2 separate regions of the Sus scrofa genome follow, and region 1 is linked to region 2. The links are chromatin contacts, called in public promoter capture Hi-C maps. All regions are on one chromosome and are shown on one strand. The core of a region is the stretch at or near the end of the contact, and the rest is flanking DNA. Distances in the headings are between cores, read along the strand shown.

Region 1 (2,700 bases), core at 157-2,656, 550 kb before region 2:
CAATTCTGACCAAATTGAATAGTTTGCATCAGTGAGAAAGTTTATTGAAATTCATTAGTAAATGAGAATAGAAAGGTTTTTTTTTTTTTTTTTTCCATTAAAGAACACTTTCTGGTAAAGTGAAAAGAAGAAATACAGAAACCACGAAACACCGTTTAGACACCTTATTTTCAAGGAGAGACCCTATTTCCATAGACCATTAAGACTGAAGTGTTTTCTTGATTTTTTTCATGCATCAGTGCATAATGGCCTGTGTGAGGGGAGACTCTTTCCTCTTGATGCGGTTTAGTAGTAGTGTTTCTTGGTTTCTGATTCAACCATAGACGAAAGGACTCTACCATCAGGCGCCACCTCCTCAATAATTGTCTTGATTACTCTGGTTTTGTTAGTATCTGTAAGTTAATTACAAAACAAAAAGTAGAATTTAGACCACAATTTGTGGGGTCCTTACTAATTAACAAACAAAATGTCTAAAAGAAAAATATACTCCATTGAAGAAAATTAAATTTTAACGTTGCTTTAAAAAAAACCATCACAGAAAGTTAAAACTAATTCTGATTACCCCAGCTAGTTTCTGCTGACCTTGGTCCCTTAGATGATTGCTCTCCAATGGACACTGAAGATGAGGACTTGAGGCCTCCGCTGGAGCCGCCGCCGCCGCCGGAACTGCCGCCGCCGTAGCTGCCGCCGCCACCGCCGGAACTTCCGCCGCCGTAGCTGCCGCCGCCGCCGCCGGAACTTCCGCCGCCGTAGCTGCCGCCGCCGCCGCCGGAACTTCCGCCGCCGTAGCTGCCGCCGCCGCCGCCGGAACTTCCGCCGCCGTAGCTGCCGCCGCCGCCGCCGGAACTTCCGCCGCCTCGCCCGCCGCTGTGGGTGAAGCCGCCGGAACTACGGAGAGTAAGGGTTACTTTCACTTAACTCTAACGTGGGAAAGGTGTGGGAAGTCGCGTTCCAGGTTATTGTTTCTTCAGAAAATAAGCAAGACGTCTTTTAGGGAAAACCGCCGCCGCTGATTATGTATTTAAAAACCCATCCTTTTAAAACAATTTTATATACACGCAACCCTGAGAATCATTCCTGGGCAAATTCGTGGGAAATTGAAGCTGGTGGTATGCTTCATTTTGTGTACTCTTCCCCTTCTCTCCACTTTCTCCCATCTTCTGACACATCCTTGGGTTTTGGAAAAGCCTTGCGATTTGGAATATTAAATAAAGGCAACTGGGATACATATAAAAGCATTTATAATTTACCTTCCCTCTCCTTCTAGCAGGCTGCGGTAGGTTTGAATTTCATTCTCCAGTCGGATCTTAATATCCAGGAGTTGTTGGTATTCGGCATTCTGGCACTCGGTTTCGGCTCGAATCTGCTGCAGTTGTTCTTCCAGCGCGGTGATCTGGGACTGAATCTGAGCGAGCTGCACACAGTAGCGACCTTCTGTCTCTGCCAAGGAGGCTTCCAGGGATTGTTTCTATAAAGAAGTGAGAATATATTGTAGTTTAAGGACGTCATTGTTCAGTTGAGTGTAGCGGAGTTTGTTTAATAATTTAATAAGCCATGTAGAGGAATAAAGAAAACGAGTAGTTTTGTGTTTTTAGGTTTAATGGCTACATTTCAATTTCAGCACTTTTAGATGAATGCCAGTAGTGCTTTTCTTTCATTAACAAAGAGCTCCACCTTTATTTCTCCTTTCTTATCACTGACCTTTCATTTTCTCCTGTGTTGCCTATTCTTAGGTGAGCAGGAAACCTTGCATGACAATATGAGGTCATTTCATGAGAGAATTATTAAACTTACCAGGGCTAGTTGGGACTGTAGCTCGATCTCCAGACCTTGGATAGTGCGTCTCAACTCAGTAATCTCAGATTTATAGCTGGACACCTGTTCAATGTTAGTGTTGATTTCTGTAGTCAGTTCCTTGCTCTAGAATATTAAAAACAGGAGAAACGATGAGAAAAATCGGAAATAATAACCAGAAACCTCCATTGGCTTTGCTGTGAAGGAAGGTGAATTACCTTTTCATTGAACCAGGCTTCAGCGTCTCTGCGGTTTTGTTCAGCAAGTTGTTCATACTGGCTTCTCATGTTATTCAGTAGTTCAGTGAGATCAACACCAGGGGCAGCATTCATTTCCACATTCACATCACCAGTGGACACATTTTGAAGGTCTCTCATTTCCTGTTTGAGGAACAGAAACATTTAGTGACTGCAGTGTGACTACAGTGAGCCCCCTTTTGGCTGCAGGAAGTGTAAGATTTTTGCATCACCTCCTCGTGGTTCTTCTTCAGGTAGGCCAGCTCCTCATTCAGGCTTTCAATCTGCATCTCCAGGTCGGTCTTGGTCAGGGTCAGCTCGTCCAGCACCCTGCGCAGGCCGTTGATGTCGGCCTCCACGCTCTGGCGCAGGGTTACCTCATTCTCATACCTGAAACAGGCATAATACAAACACTGAGTATAACTTAAATTAGGGACATGTGCCTGGATAGAGACTGTTTGAAAACTGAATAAAGAGTTGTCTTCATGTCATGGCAACATTTATCATATACTAATTCGTACAGGGGTAATTAGTAGTTTAAAGCAAAGAAGCTTGGCAGGTACTTTAAAATGTATTTTCTCCTTTTAATATTGCCAAAAAGGTAATATTGAGATTGAAATTTTCTCAACAACTCCAATACTGTTGAACTTTGAATGGATTCAGGAAAATG
Region 2 (2,700 bases), core at 46-2,545:
AGCTAAGGAGCAGGTTGCAGATGTGGCTCAGATCTGATGCTGCTGTGACTGCAGTGGAGACCCCAGCTACAGCTCCGATTCGACCCCTGGGCTGGAAACTTCCATAAGTCACAAGTGTGGCCGTAAAAAGAAAAGAAAAAAAAAAGTTTTAAATATAATTCTTTGAGCTGTCAACTTCTCCTACAGGTCTTTATCTTTCGGGTGTATTTTTTGCACACATACAAATGACATGATGTACTAGGATGTTCGCTGCAGTGTTACTTTTAATACCTACATAGCGCTTATACGAGAACTCCATACCATAGAACACCATGCAAGCATCAAAAAGAATGAGGCAGCTCTATATAGGACTGAAAGGAAAGACTTCCCAATTTCTTTTTCTGTCTTTTTAGGGCCACACCAGCAGCGTAGGGACATTCCAAGGCTAGGGGTCAAATCGGAGCTGCAGCTGCCAGCCTACGCCACAGCCACAGCAACATGGGATCCTTAACCCACTGAGGAGGGCCAGGGATTGAACCCACATCCGCACAGATACTAACTGGGTTCGTTACCGCTGAAGCCCCGACAGGAATTCCTTTCCAAATAGTTCATTAAATGAAAAAGTAAGATTGCAGTGCAACGTGTATCATTTGCTAGCCTTTGTATGTGTGCTCCAGGGAAGAACTTGGACAATAAATATTTGTATATGCACAGGATAGCTCTAGAAAAATACACAAGAAGGTGACGGCCAGGATACTTCCCAGGAGGGGAGCTGGGAGATCGGATTCAACAGATGCAGTAAGACTATCATTTTGTCATATATCCTTCATACTTTTAAATGTTTATACAGTTATCATGCACGTAGTACCTCTTCCAAAAACTACATAGAAAATACATTTGTGAAAAATAAATAAATAAACTCGGGCTTTCGGATCTGCCAAGAAATGTGGATGCCCTGGGACCCCAAGCCTGAGCCCAGCAGGGCCTTAAAACTGTAGCCCCTCTGGATCCGGGGTGGGGGGGTGGGGGTGGCGGGCTGCAGGTGGCCTCCCTGAGCTGTGTTCAGAGAGCCGCACCCAGGAAGCATCATTCATTCCTTCTTCCCTTGTCTGCCCTGCATGGTCCCAGTGCAAGATGCAGAACACAGAGCTGAAAGAGACCCGGGGCCCAGTCCCTGGCCAGATCTCTGTAGGGTTGGCGAGTTGCGGGTGGGAGAGGGGAAGCTCTGTACAAATAACTGCGGGACAGAGGCTGAGCAGTGTAGTGTGGCAGTTAAGATTAATGAGTGACTGTGTGGCGGGACAGTGACGAGCCTGGCCTTTGAAACGAGCCACACCTCGGTTTAAGAATTACTCCTTAGCCTTGGCCCAGGCGTTTAACCTCTCCGAGCTTCAATTTCCTCCCCTATAAAATACACCCTGATTCATGGATCCACTATTTTCCAGCCATGTCATCCAAAGCCAGTTACTCTCTCAGAACCTCCGTTTCCTCATCTCTGAAATGGGGCTAAGAACACCGACCTCAGAAAAATAAAAGTCATATGTAAAGAACAGTGCCTGGGAGTTTCTGTTGCGGCTCAGCAGGTTAAGAACCCCACATAGTGTCTGTTGAGAATGCAGGTTCGATCCCTGGCCTCGATGAATGGGTTAAGCATCTGACGTTGCTGCAAGCTGAGGCACAGTTCCCAGATGCATGCAGCTCGGACTCCGTATTGCGGAGGCTGTGGCTCCAGTTTGACCCCTAGCCTGGTCCACATGCTCAGGTGTGGCCCTAAAAAAAAAGGGGAAAAAAAAAGAACAGTGCCTGGGGAGTTCCCAGCCCCCCCCACCCCCCAGGCATAGTGGGTTAAAAGATCCAGCGTTGCAGCAGCTGCAGGGTAAGTTGTATTCCATCTCGGATTCCATCTCTGGCTTTCCATACGCTGTGGCTGCGGCCATAAAATTTTGAAAATTTGGGAGTTCCCGTCGTTGCTCAGCGGTTAACAAAACCGACTAGCACCCATGAAGATGGGGGTTCGATCCCTGGCCTCGCTCAGTGGGTTGGGATCCAGCGTTGCTGTGAGCTGTGGTGTAGGTTGCAGACATGGCTCAGATCCTGCGTTGCTGTGGCTGTGGCACAGGCCAGCGGCTACAGCTCCAATTATACCCTTAGCCTAGAAACCTCCATATGCCATAGGTGTGGCCCTAGAAAGACAAAGAGACAGAAAAAAAAAAAATTGAAAATTGTTTTAATAAAATTTATTTTACTTTATTTTATTTTATTTTTTTCTTTTTTTTTTGGTCTTTTTGCCATTTCTTGGGCCGCTCCTGCGGCATATGGAGGTTCCCAGGCTAGGGATCGAATCGGAGTTGTAGCCCCCGGCCTACGCCAGAGCCACAGCAACACAGGATCCGAGCCGCGTCTGCAACCTACACCACAGCTCACGGCAACGCCGGATCGTTAACCCACTGAGCAAGGGCAGGCACCGAACCCGCAACCTCACGGTTCCTAGTCGGATTCGTTAACCACTGTGCCACGACAGGAACTCCTGTTTTAATAAAATTTAAACAGGCAGACGAAGAGCCTTCAACAGTTGCTAGCTTCTAACACCAATAGGAAGGTTGGATGTGTTAAGTCCCAGGCCTGCGTGGGTGGCTGCTCAGGAGGCACAGATTTTTGTAAGTGAATGAGGGGCCTGGGAGCTGGGAGCAGCTGGGTGTGGCTGGGGGGTAAAGTCAGAGG

What was found. Promoter capture Hi-C pulls out the DNA fragments that hold promoters and counts their contacts.
Region 1: a promoter capture Hi-C map of fetal liver shows a contact between it and region 2, with 4 times the contacts expected there. The contact joins two enhancer-like sites. A contact is called at or near these places in 1 of 5 promoter capture datasets (fetal liver), 1 of 47 Hi-C or Micro-C datasets (embryonic fibroblasts) and 1 of 2 datasets of contacts at active chromatin or transcription factors (skeletal muscle).

The regions. Positions count from the first base shown.
Region 1 is chr12:21,642,962-21,645,661 of Sscrofa11.1, reverse strand. KRT10 (keratin, type I cytoskeletal 10) reads right to left here. Exons shown (of 8, transcript XM_005668847.3): 3 at 2,264-2,420; 4 at 2,013-2,174; 5 at 1,795-1,920; 6 at 1,251-1,468; 7 at 583-888; 8 at 20-392. The coding sequence ends at 386. Among named protein-coding and RNA genes, the nearest start is that of KRT10, 3.0 kb to the right of the region's middle. Within about 2 kb of position 1,406, at least 49 of the 83 cell types and tissues checked have an H3K27ac peak or open chromatin away from gene starts, as enhancers often do. A contact at or near this core is called in fetal liver, where this site is marked.
Region 2 is chr12:21,093,641-21,096,340 of Sscrofa11.1, reverse strand. No RefSeq gene overlaps it. Among named protein-coding and RNA genes, the nearest start is that of KRT19, 20 kb to the left of the region's middle. Within about 2 kb of position 1,295, at least 7 of the 83 cell types and tissues checked have an H3K27ac peak or open chromatin away from gene starts, as enhancers often do. A contact at or near this core is called in fetal liver, where this site is marked.